Linked DNA regions of Oryzias latipes: region 1 is linked to region 2. The links are chromatin contacts, called in public Hi-C maps. All regions are on one chromosome and are shown on one strand. The core of a region is the stretch at or near the end of the contact, and the rest is flanking DNA. Distances in the headings are between cores, read along the strand shown.

Region 1 (6,633 bases), core at 3,114-5,613, 88 kb after region 2:
TTTTGTAGACAGGTATGGGCGTAATTTGTTTATTTGGTTCAGACGTGTAAAGTTTTTATCAAATATGTAGTTTGGTTTGTACAGTTTCTCAGTTTAAGACACATATTCAATAGTAAGGTGTGATTTTTTTTTTTTTTCATTTATTGACAGAAGTCAACCAAATACTGGTCTTGTTTAGATTTTTGCTGTGATCAGTTCCGCATTTCTTTATTAAACAATCATTTCATTAGCTTTAAAGGTCAAGATAGTCTGAGTTGCTGCTTTTCTCATTTAAATATTTTTCCCATCAAAATGACACAGGGCGAATTCCTATTAATCATGGAGCATACTAATAACTTTTCCTTTTTTATTATTGAAAAATATATACAAAATAACCTTTAATTTGTAACCAGTGAGTCATTCCTCTATTTTTCCAACTTTTAGTCCAAGTCCAGTACGCTTTTAAGGCCACTCTTGCTGGTATTTTCATGTTTATTAAGCATTTATCTGTGACTGTTTGGCGCATTATTATGAGCTGCTGCTCCACTGAAGTAGTGTCTGAAATGCATTAGCATCTGGTGTTCCCTATCCATCGCTGAGTGTTCTGCATAATTAATTTTATGCTGGGTTTTACTTTGGGAGTAAACAATTAGGCGGTCTGAACACAGCATTGGATGAATGAAACAGAGCTGAAATGCTTAGCAGGGTTTGCTATAAAAGCAAGCTGACCATGTTTGCTGCATCAAAACCAATGCAGACTGTCAGTTGCTCAATGAAACACCACGCCAGGGTTTCTTTGAGTAACACTTCATCCTGGGGACATTTATTCAGTGAGTCAGAAGAGGTGAAGGCAAGAGTCACACTGCAGGGTAAGTGTTGTGTGTCTGGGAAAAAAAATGTTCTTGGCTGTCTTTGGTTCTTGGATCTTTAAAATGGCACCTTGTGCCTCCTCTCATTGCACAATTAACCACACATGCAGTTCCTAGAAACTTCTGCATTTCAGAATTACATTCACAACTTGTAAAACAAGAAAGAATATGTAGTCGAAGTTTCCAAATTGCTTGTCAGGCAAGGAACAAAAAGCCTGAGATCCAGCTCAAATCTAAAGTATACTAATATTTCATTGTTATAACTGTTTTTTGTCAATAAATATGACACTTTTGGGAAGCTTGTATTATTTCTGTCAGGTTGGTAGGGCTGGTGAGCATGAAGGACTGTAGGCATAGCATGAACACATGGCAGAAGGGAGTCAGGGAAGAGACATTGATGGACCAGCACAAGAGGAAGGCAGAGACAAGACTCAAATACAGACAGGACTGACAAGACACAGGTGACACGATTTTTGATTTTTGATTTTTGATTGGAAATGGTTTATTTCAAGCAATCAAATAGGAATAATACACAAAAACAATACAATCATCAGTTATACATTCATACAATAACTAATCAAACTTGAATGAAAACTTTATTAATCCCAACGAGGAGAAACTCAGTTAGAATAATTAGACATAAAATTAAATATTGCTTGAAAGGGAGTGGAAGGAAGCGAATTTATATAATCCCACCCCTGTTCTACTGTAACCATTTTATTACATGATTTATCAATATCCGGTTCCTAGCTTTTATCAGACAGAATTAAGAATCTTGAAGTATCAATAAAGCACATGATGAAGATGAATTACTTAAATTATTTTGTAAAAAATAACTTTTAGAAATCAACATGGCAATGAAGTATCCAAAATATAAGAAGATTATGTTACTTATAAAAGTCATGATTAAAAAATAAAAATAATACTATATCAGTAAAATAGACATAACCCTGTTTCAGGAATTTTCATAGCAAAATTTGATCAAGTATCAGAAGTTAAAATGTGCAAAATTATGTAACATTAGGAAAAATTCATGAATCAACTTATCAAATTTTTTGGAGCAAGTGAAGATATATCATTAAGTCAATCAATTTGACAACTTTCAACAATTGATTAATCATTTGTTTTATTATTTTTTTGTATTTTTATCATTTTGTTTGCTTTTTTTATGATAAAGTAATGCTGTGAAGTAAAATAAAAAGGGTCCATATTTGTCGAAAGACCAAGGCTGGTATTTCTTCTTCTGCTGATTAACAGCCGTTCTTCTCGGTTTAAAACAAAGCTTATAGTTCTCTTTGCTCTTATGTCTGCAGACATTAGATAGAGGTCCATATCCTTCTTCAGCTGATATCAGCGGCGCCTAAGAGTTGAGGTCAAGTTGTCTGCATGTCAGAACTTTGCTGATAATCAGGTCACTTCAGACTTATGGAGAAAGTGTTGAATCCAGGCGTCATATTTCTTGAAATTATTTGGCTCTTTGATTTATTACTGCATGTTGTTTCAGACGACCGTGATCAAACACTTCTCAAAGTCCTTCATGGTGATCAAGAGATCAGGAGAGATTGGAACCAGGGAAGTAAAACTCAAAAACATGACATGCAGGGAACCTTTCAAAATAAAACAGGAAACAGAACTCAAACATGACAAAAAACAAAACGAAAAGCAAAAACCAATGCAAGGAAACCCAAACCATGACAGTTTCCTTTTAATAGTGTCACATTTGTTAGAAACATGCATTTGTAAGATAGGTTGCATCCATAAATTTTTGGCAAGTACCATCCAATTTCTACTGACATTAGCTCTGGTTTGGTATTGGAAGCTTGGAGAAACAAGACATTTTGGAAATGTACAACAATTTAACAAACGGCAGTCTCAATAGTGTGTAAAGGGAGCACACAAAGTCAGTTCAGTAGGGTTGAGCGTAAAGCAATGGCATCTTCTCTGGTCCCATGGATTTATCCCACCCATGGTTGTTCGTTTCCAGACAGCAAAGACCCAATTGTAGGACTGAATTTGAAACCATATCAGAAGTTAATGTTTGGCTCCTCTGGCATCTCCACCAATTTCCTCATGTATTGGACCATGCACCTATTATCTTGATTGTCATTATGATTGTCATTATATGAGCTTCTATGTTGTTATTCCAGGTTATTGGTCAGTTGTTTAGTTTTCAGCCTTGGTAGTCATGCTCCACCACTCTGTTCCGGCTGTCTCATGGTGTCTTCCATTTGTGTTGTACATCTTCAGTCTTAAGTTGTGATAGCAGTTGTTGTTTGTGCATGTTGAAAAATTGAACTACTAGTTGCTTTGTAGATATGCTTGACTGATGTTGGTTGCTCAATGCACCCCCTGGGAATTGAATGCTGGTTTCCCGTGTGCCAGTCCTATATCTTATTGAGTTATTTTCCTTATTGTCCATAGAATTCACGAAAAATTAAAAAGGTTTGATTTATCCATGAATACATTTTTGGGGGGGGCTGTTTTCATTTTTCTTTTGTTTAAATCAAACAAACTCCTTGACTTATCGCCTTTGCCTTCCATCACAGAGCATTTAGGAATTCTTGAAATGTTTTTGCATCTGAAAGAGATTTTATTTGACTGTAAAAAACACATTTGCACACGGTTGTCTGGTTCGCAGCTGCCAGAATGGATAGGCATTTTGAAAATGGTGGGGATTAACGACGAGGCACTCATCGTGTTCATCTTCCATCTCCTTTAATGATAGCAACGCTGTCAGCATGTTTCTAAGTGGATCTGAGTGACACATTGGCTCTTCATGCGTTTCCATTGTGTAGACCTTTGTCTCCGTCCAGGTTGAGAAAACCATTACTCAGCCTGTTAAAACAGGAACTGGCTTATTTACAATGGGGTTCCATTGACTTTAATGATTAGTTACTTTTTATGCCACCCCACCACAGGAAGCAGCATAATTTGACAGGCTCTTTGTGTAATACAGTATGTGCTTTGACTATGGGACATAAGCTGGGTCTGTTGCATCCAAACTATGATGTCACACAATAAGAGTGTGGCAGTCAATATGTTTGACAGCTGCTTTTATTGTGAAATTACTTCACGTTTAATGATGCATCATTTGCAGACACTTCTTTAAAAGCTTAAATGTCTTAATACGGTTCTTTTATATTGTGCTAAAAACCAACAGATTTAAGCTCTGCTTCCACAAATTAGCAGAGATTCTACCGTAATTGAGCTTGCCATTAATAGTGCGCTTTGTGCTCTCTGCTGTGTGCCAACATGGAGATGACTGGGCATATTGTCAAAAGGGTTATAACGGGAGCAGCAGGAAGCTTCATCTGACCCACTACAACGTGTATATTCCAGCTTTTCACCTGTGTACTTGGGCTGGTCAGCGCCAGCGCTCATTTGCATGTCTAACAATCTGATCCGACTTTAAATGACATGAACTTTTTGAGTCTCTGATATCAAAGATGGCTGTTTGTAAGTGCCATCTGTCTCACACACACAAAAAAAGAGCACAACAACAACCCAGCCAGGCCTTGACAGGTGGCAGCAGATTAAAGTTTGCTCTCTGGTGCCACCTGCTGCTTGATAACTACACAACAGTATTTAATTAATAAAAAGCTGGCTTTCGTAGTGAGAATTATTCACATCTCCTAATTGCAGCAGATTAAATTTAAATTAAATGTATTAATAGCTAATGATTTTTGTGCAGTCTCATGGGGTTTGGACTTGAAATACCAGTTTATTTTCACTGTGATGCAGAGCTGCAGTGCAGACAGTGCCTCTGTTTTGGCATGTTTTTGTTCAGCGGGGTCAGACTTAATTTTTTTTGCTGGGAAAGAAACAAACCACTCCCAAAACCTAAAAAGTGCCAAGGTAAACAGACAAGTTCTTATAAGATTAGTCAACTGTGCACAGCTTAAACATATCATACAACTTGATACAAACCATGTAGGATTTTTGCTCCTCAGTCATAAAAACTAGGTTTTGTAAAAATCTGTCCAAAAAGTCAGATTTGAAACAATTTTGCCTCCAGTATGAACACATTTAGCCTTAGGCTGAATCTTAATCCCATTTTGGAGCTGTTTTTTTGGGGATTGAATGGTAGATCTGTAAGTATAAGAACTGAAACAACCCCCACAAGTTTATTTCTTCAACCAAAGGATCCACCTCTTTACTTTTAGCCCTGCAGCATTTCAACCTTTTGACTATTCTGGTGTCCCTGACTGATAGAACAGCTCTACAGCATAGTAAGAGGAGAAAACTAAGAAAAAAAAGTCAAACATCCTTAGATTTTGCACATTTGGACTTTAATATTGAATAATACAAACTGCAATTTTAAAATAAATCCTTTTACATTAATTTTTTGTCCCAAAAAATGAAATGAGATTCCTATACATAGAAACGCACAGAAGGGTGAAAACAAATGAAAGAACCTCTTTTTTTATTTTTAAGGAACAGATGAGTTATTCCTTTTTATTCTGAACTTCCCAAAAATAAACAAATTAAATTATGGTTACTCATTTTATTATAGTAATTCATTTTTATTTTAGTAACTGTTTTAAAATATATCAATTTCCCCAGACAAACCAGAAACTCCTGACCTACAGAAACAAGACGTTTAATTGCTGTGTGACACATCATTGGCTACAGTACTTTAACTACTGAGTCCAGCTAAAGCTTTACCCGGCTGACAGTTGAGGGCACAGCCTGTTTGTGAGCAGACGTGTGCTTGAATGAATATTAATGAACGGGAGTAAGAGGCGCTCTTAAAATGCACGTTTGCCATCAGATAAAAATCAATTGATCACTTGGCTCTGTATGATGGTCTCTGAAATGCCTTTAATCTCATCCCAAAGACTCAAATTGCTGAATCTATTTGCTTAAAACATTTGCTCAATTTAAGGAGCGCCAAGTTTAACCTTGTAATGGGTCAACTGGTGGATGACGAGTCCGATCTGCATACCACCGAGTGATTAACTGAAGAGAATTGGGTAATGTTGCCTAATTGGTTTAGTTGAAGTTAAACTGTTCAGTCATCTTTAGATGCAGCAGCTTTGTTTTACTTTAAAGTCAATGACCCGTTTCTCCTTCATGCTCTGGGCATAAGTGATGTCATGGCAACTGAAACCCTCGTAATGAGGGCGTTTACACATTCATGGACCATTCCCTCGCTTATGTGCTGTTGGACGACAATGTTAACATTATAATGCAGACGTTCCCTCGCATCTTGTTGATATGCTTAACCCAACCCAGCAGAAGGAAGAGCAACAGAGTATCAAGAATTATAAAGCGCAGCATGCTGGGAACGGGCCGCCTGGCTGCGTGCATCAGTCTGTGAATTACAGTCCGTGTGAACGTCCTCAGTACACGACGCGCTTGAGAAATTTGGAGAGCAGTTCGAGACTCAGCTCAAGTCGTGTCATAATTAACTCGGCACTGAGCGACCCTTCTGTTCAGCCACTGGAGAAAATCCATGTGGACACCCAACTGTGGCACTTCAGTGTGAGCATGCTGCTGGGGAGCAGGGCCCATCACCTTTGGAGGAGCAGTGCTGATCGATGTGAAAACAGCAAAGCATATGGAAAAGTTTGGAATTTCTGCAAAAGCGTTTTTTTTTTTGCCATTGTACTTAATTTAAGGCAGGTTAGACATTTGGATTATGATTAGACACTTCATTAGACTCCTAATAATAAGCCTTGCTAACCTCTGCTAACTCGAGTACAAATCTTTACCCAGAGCTTTCTTTAAATCCAAAAGGAGATATGACTTTTACTTCTGGCTCACATTATTAACCCTCCTTAAA
Region 2 (6,487 bases), core at 1,018-3,517:
AATCAGAGGTGAGTCCTCTGGAGTTGCCCTCCGCTTTAATCTGCAGCTAATGACAGAGCCACCTGCCCTCCTGGCCATCCTCCCCTCCTTCACCATGCATGGCAGCCAGCCCTTGCAACCCCCAAACGCCCGCTGCGTAGTTCACTTCTTCCCACGGCCCGTCTGTTTACTTCCCCTTCCCTCCTTCTGTCCTTCTTCTCCCCTTCTTCTTCATCTTTCCGCAGAGTGTCTGCCTCTTCTCACTTCCCCCCAGTGAATAACCAGAGACCGAGTGGCCCTGCAGACCTTTAAGAAAGCAGAGCATGTGTCAGCAATATGTGAACAACATGTAGCTTTAAGGAGGCTGCATTAGATCATAAATTATTGTGGATAGGGGAACAGCTGGGGTGTATTTTTTGCCAGACTGCACATGTAAGCAACGTGAGAAGAAAGTTTATGCGGACCCATTGTTTAATATATTTAATCAATTTTATGATGGAGGGAGGGCAGCTCCTCTGCAGTTTGGATTTTGTTCAGTGGCAAAGAGGACTACCCATGCACACTTCTCCTGTCAATGCATCTTCTTCTCAAGTATTAGTGTCATTCATGCATGCAGACTGATCACGGTGGACATCTTGCGCATAAAAGTTTAATTGGAGAGAGCTGGAGTATTGGGATGACCACTTTGTGCGATGTGTCCTCGGTAGATGACAAGATGAAGTGAACAACCAGAGGAAAACAAAGCGCATGAAATCAAAGAAAGAGTGGCAGCCCGAATTAACAATCCAAAGGGGGAAAGAAATGAAAAAGTAAAGGGAGAAGAAGGAAGTGGGGAGAAGAAAGGGGTCTGAAATATAAAGAATCCAAGTGTGATCTGACAGAAACTGGAAGAAAGGAAAAGCTTTAGAGAAGGAGAGAGCGGAGGAGGAAGAAAAGAGAAGTGGCAGAAATGAAACAGCTCGAATCCCCACCCGTTTCAGTGCTGGACAGCTCCACAGACAGCAGTAGGACAGTATAAATAGATCCCCTACTTTAGAGGCCCAGTCAACACTCCAAAAAAAGTACTTCATGAGCTCAGTGTGGCTCTTTCCCCCAAAGAGAAGACCCGCAGGTATCTGATTGTGCCTGATAACCATCCTCTCTGTTCCTTTCTGTTTATTTTCTTAATTTAGAGAGCCTACACGCTTCACTGACATCACTACAGTGAGCAAAGTGACTGTTTTTCTCCTATATTCCCCTTCATGGCCAGTGCCTCAGCTCAGGGTTGTGATCTCAAATTTGACACCCTATCTCAAAATAGATCAAATCATCTCTCAGCACCTGGGCAACAAAAACATCTCCTGCAAACAACCTAAACATGTGCATGTGTCTGCAAAAGTAATGCATGTAGCGTACACATGCTTGGACTGTTTCCCCTGCAAGCCAGCATTAAGTAGCCTTGTGGGGAAGCTGTAATACACACTAATGCACCTGAGAGCCCAGAGATCTATAACCATCATCTGCATCTCGCTGATATTACTGGAACGGCCTCTGTTACTGTTTCTGATAGGAATCTCTGGGGAGAGCTTCTCCTGCTGTGGGGAGGGAGAGGAGGGAAGAAGAGGGGGGAGATGCGCCTCTCCGTCTCCTCAAGGTGATTCACCTCATAATGCACGCAGGAATCAATGTGAAATTGAACCGAAAATTGAACTTTCAGCTTGGTAACGTGGGAGACATGTTGTTATTAAATCTTTTCCCTGATATTTGAACGCCTTTCTGTTAAAGTTTGCAACACAGTGGCACCGCAGTGTGTGTTTGATTGAGGGGAGCCCGAGTCTCTCAAGGGGCCCTGGAGGAGCCACTTATATAGGAAGTATTGATGGAGCAGCAGCCACCTAGTGGGGTCGTGATTAGCACGGAGAAGGGGCTAAATTTAATGCTGGTGAGGCGGTGGGGGCGCCATCTGTTGCGCCCTCCGCCTCCACTTGACAGGAGAGGCGTTTGGAAGAAAGGCTTTCCAGGCCTTACAAAACTCATAAGAGTCATCACTTTTTCTGGCACGAGTCGTCATGGTAACACATTAAAAAAAAGGTGAGATTGAATGCAATAAGGATAATGATGGGGTAAATTATCAACAGCATAATGGAATGTTTTTAAAAAGTTTATGGCAATCAGTCGTCTCTGATTCCTCTGTAATCTGTTTCGGAGAATAGCCGAACCGGTTCAGGTCGTGATGGTGGAACCCCCCACCCCCCTCTTCTGTAAAAGTACTCCGCTCTGCTCGGGATGAGGAGAGCATCCTCCGTGGTTGCGTGTTCAGCAGCGGTCCAGTGCCGCAGCTCCCATGGGCTGCGTGGTGGAGAAGCGGACCTGCATCCTAAAGCCAATCTCTCTTTAACACACACACACACACCCACGCGCACACACACACACACACACTCTCCTCTCTCTCTCGCTTCCTTTTTTCTCCTCCACCTCATTGCAGTCTTATCACGTCCCCCCTTCTCTCCCCCCTCCTCCTCCTCATCCGCCTCAGCCGCTACAGGAGCGCAGAGAGGGAGAAGAGTGCAGCTGAACGTGCACGACATGTCGACAGTCAGCCTCTAAAGTCTTTTCTCGGTCGTTCCTCAATTCTTTGGCGGTGGACTGAGTGAGTATTGCCCGCATCCCTGCTCTGCTGAGCGTCGCTGTGTGGATCTGAGAAGCTGCTCCGAGACGATGAGGAATGCAATTGGATTGCGTTACTCTGCCAAGGATTTTCATACATAGCCTGGTAAATGTCTAATGGGATCTTTTTACTGACTCGGCTTTTTAATTGGTCATACTTCCATTTAGCAAACTATTACAATGCATGCCGAAATGTTACTTGTTAATTGATTTTCTTGGTGCTGTCCGGGCTGACAGCCCTGTGCATTTGATCAGTGATGCTGCTGCTGCTTCTGCTGATAGTGTTCAGTGATCAGGGGCCCCGTGTAAAAGCCTTGATGAGTGTGCTTTCTGACCGACAGAGAGGACACAGAGGTAGACAGTGGGATTATGTGACATGAATAATACGTTGGAGAAAGTGACCGTCATCTCTGGTTGGCTTGCGTCAGTGTGCAGGTCCAGAGAAAAGAGGAAGAAAAAAAAGTCAGAGAGACTCAAGGGAGAAAAGAAGGGGAGCCACACCTGCATGAGGCCTGTGTTAAATGATGAAAACAGTCAGAGTGTGACAGACACACAGAGGCCAGTTCCCTGCTGTGCTGTATCCATCAACATTCAGTTCCTTTTTGTTTCTTGTTACCATTGTGACGCAGAGCCTTGCTGACTGCTGACTAGTCCACTTGGCTGATTGGAGAAAGAGCTTGAGTGTTGACTGTGTTTCTTCTCATTAGGGAGAGATAACCATCCACCAAGGCATAATAAAGCAGGAGGGATCTCAGTGGTCCATCGAGGCCCAGTATTGATCTCCTCTATATCAGGGGGTTGGGGGACCCAGTGATAAACAATGCATTTCTTAGATGAAATTGAAGAGCTGTCGGGACTCCCTTTCATGCTTTGGCCCAATTTGTCGAAGCGTGTGTGCCTGTATCGCCTGGAAAAGCACAGATGCTCCGAACACTTTAATAGCATGGTGAATTTCCTTTTTGCAGCCTGCAGAAATTGCACCTCTCCTTTTTTTTATTATTCGTGAGATTGTCCAGCACATATTGCAGCATGACAGTGATTTTGTTATGAAAGCTCACACTCATCCACACGTGTCTAGCTACCTGTTTCAGTGTTTGGCAGGCGATAAAGGCGTACTTTTTGGATATGGTTTGACCCGTCTTGCTCTGTTTGAGCACACGTAGACACACTCAGGAGGAAAACTTGGCTTCGGCACCGCTTTTCTGTGAGGCGTTGTGCAGATCGAGAGCACAGCTTTGATATAATCAATATCAGATTTCAGTTGTTTCACTGTGAGCTCTCCTACCGAGTGGCAGCCTTGACTGACTTCTTGGTGCTTATGCAATCCTATCCCTCTCTCCCACCTCAGCCATTTCCTCCTGAAGTGCACCAACTCTCTGCCCATTACTCTCCCCTTATCTGTCTGCTCCTCCATTCCTTCACCTTCCTCCCATCTTTCCTCCTCATCCTCTGGTTCCCACTTTTCCCTTTACATTTTCCCATCATAATCACCTCTGTGATTGCTCTTCCTCTTCCGAGCGGTGGTGTTTTCACTTCTGCCTCGCCGTCTAACCCGCCTTTCCTAGATTATTACCGGATGATTACAGCTACCATCCCATCATGATCATTATTGCATTTTACATGGCGGTGTTCAACATTGCTTGAGCAGATCGAGATGCTTTCTTCCAATTTAAGTCTCATTAAAACTTGAGAGGAAAATTCCCAGAACAGGAATCACATTTTCACCAATGATCTTTTTTTAAGCAGGACTTCACCAATTTTGGTTTTATTCCCTCTTTTTTTCCAAATCTGTGTGATTCTCATTATCATCACTATTATGATCTGCACCACTTTGTGCTCCTGTCTATCATTCCACTGCCTCCACATCAGCCCTTTTCAACATTTTGAAGAGTTTTGATTTGCAGTGATGCCTTCTCTCCACTGTCATTACCACAATAATAACTATGACAGGTCTCGATAGCTGTTGATAACCCAACATATTTGGTTGATTGATAATATCAGGAGTTTTGTGCTGCATCCCTCTGTTCTCTGATTGCCATTCATCACATTAAATGGAGCAGTTCATTAGACAGAAGCAATATGAATCTGATTTGCATCTACCCATATTCATAGTGCATACATTAAGACAACACGTGCATGACATTTCAGCATCCCAGTTTGAGAACAGGGATGAATATATTCATCACAAGTTTTTTTCATCTTTGTGTCCAAAAAGCCACTCTGAACATGATAAAATGTGATTCACAGGTGAATTAGGCCACTTGTGTGTCTCTGTTTTGCATTTACAATGTCAGCATTTAAATTTGAAATTCTAAACCGGTGTGGCAGCAGTTAATACATTGATGTTTTGAAAAAGAATCAGACCCTGGTTTTTATCTGAAGCTTTGTTTTCTTGTGCAGATTCTCATAGGTTTGTCATAGGTTGACTCATATAATGGCGCATCACGGCCTCCAGTTGGCTTAGACATCATTATTCAGGAATAATGAATTGCGTTCCTCGCGTTTCAAAAGTGTGTGTGATTTAACATTTATTTTCTGTCTGCTTGAATATGCTTCTGATGTACATCCGATGTGATTCACCCTGAAGGGACTTTTCTGGCTACCTCCCCTTTGCTTGGCCTCTCCTAACTGATTTGTGTGTCCGACGGCGTTTGTTGTGTGTGTTTGTGTCTGAATGTATGAATCTTTGCCTCATTTTGCAGTGCGATGAAGGCCTGATGCCGGGCTGCAGCCCCAGGCTGTTGAGCTGAAAGGGAGAAGCAGAAGGATGCAGTGGGTCACTCTTGCGGTGGCCCTGGGATGTGTGCATCTCTTCAAGGCGTCACACACCCCCACCCCTACCCCCACCTCCACGCACACCCCTCTGGTGGACAACTCCGAGGAGGAAGTGGATGAGCCGTGCTTTGAACCTTGCACGTGCGAGGTCAAAGAAAGTGTGCTCCATGTGCACTGTGATGGGCGGGGCTTCACTAATGCCAGCCAGGTACCATTAAATCACCAATTAAAATACCACGTCTCCCCATCTAATATCCTGTCTCTCATGCGCCTTATGGGTTTTCTAACTGTTCACTCCACGTAATTAATAAGCTAACTAATAAGACCTCTAATTAATCATCCAGGTGTCACACTCGTGGGTCCGCCCTTTCAAACTCAACCTCCAGAGGAACTCTTTTAGACGTCTCTATAGCAACGGGTTTCAGCACCTTGGCAACGCAGTGTCTTTAAACCTTGGCAACAATGCACTCCAGGACATCCGAGTGGGAGCCTTTCATGGACTGGCCAAACTGAAGCGGCTGTACCTGCACGAAAACAAGCTAGAAGTCTTCAAAAATGACACCTTCGCTGGGCTAGAGGCTCTGGAGTACCTCCAGGTAGGCTTGAGAAGATAATCTGTGTTGATTATCTTTGATTGAGGGAATTATTGACCATTTTTCCCCCAAGAACAAAATGAAGAGCTGCGCCAGAAACAATCAATGGGTGTAAAGTGGCCGGGGTGAAAATGGGGTAAAACAGTTTTCTCAACATCGTTGAGCCTCTTTTTCAAGTGGAGTGCATCGAACCTTCAGGTTCAGTCCATTTCCCAATTTTGGTAACGTCACCCTTTTTTTTCATTTCTTTGCTTTTCCAGGCTGACTACAATGTGATCAAACGAATCGACAATGGTGCTCTGAGGTTTCTCTATAAACTGCGGGTTCTCATCCTGAATGACAATCTGATCCCTGTCTTGCCCGCTCATCTGTTCAGGTTGGGTTCTGATTATTTTGCCACAAAGGTTTTTAATTATACCAGCAATGACTTGCCGAAATGTCAGTGTCACACACAGACAGACAATCTGTTCTCTTGAATTAATTCTACTGTGGTA

Evidence for each region. Hi-C and Micro-C count contacts between places; a contact is called where the count stands out from the background.
Region 1: a Hi-C map of embryo shows a contact between it and region 2, with 2.6 times the contacts expected there. The contact joins the enhancer-like site here to the promoter of LOC101167411 in region 2. A contact is called at or near these places in 3 of 5 Hi-C or Micro-C datasets (embryo and fibroblasts).

What each region holds. Positions count from the first base shown.
Region 1 is chr22:8,911,963-8,918,595 of ASM223467v1, forward strand. No RefSeq gene overlaps it. Among protein-coding and RNA genes, the nearest start is that of LOC101167664, 9.4 kb to the right of the region's middle. Within about 2 kb of position 4,364, at least 2 of the 8 cell types and tissues checked have an H3K27ac peak or open chromatin away from gene starts, as enhancers often do. A contact at or near this core is called in embryo, where this site is marked.
Region 2 is chr22:8,825,764-8,832,250 of ASM223467v1, forward strand. LOC101167411 (SLIT and NTRK-like protein 3) reads left to right here and starts at 2,268. Exons shown (of 7, transcript XM_020713539.2): 1 at 2,268-2,608; 2 at 5,328-5,608; 3 at 5,745-5,996; 4 at 6,254-6,369. The coding sequence starts at 5,393.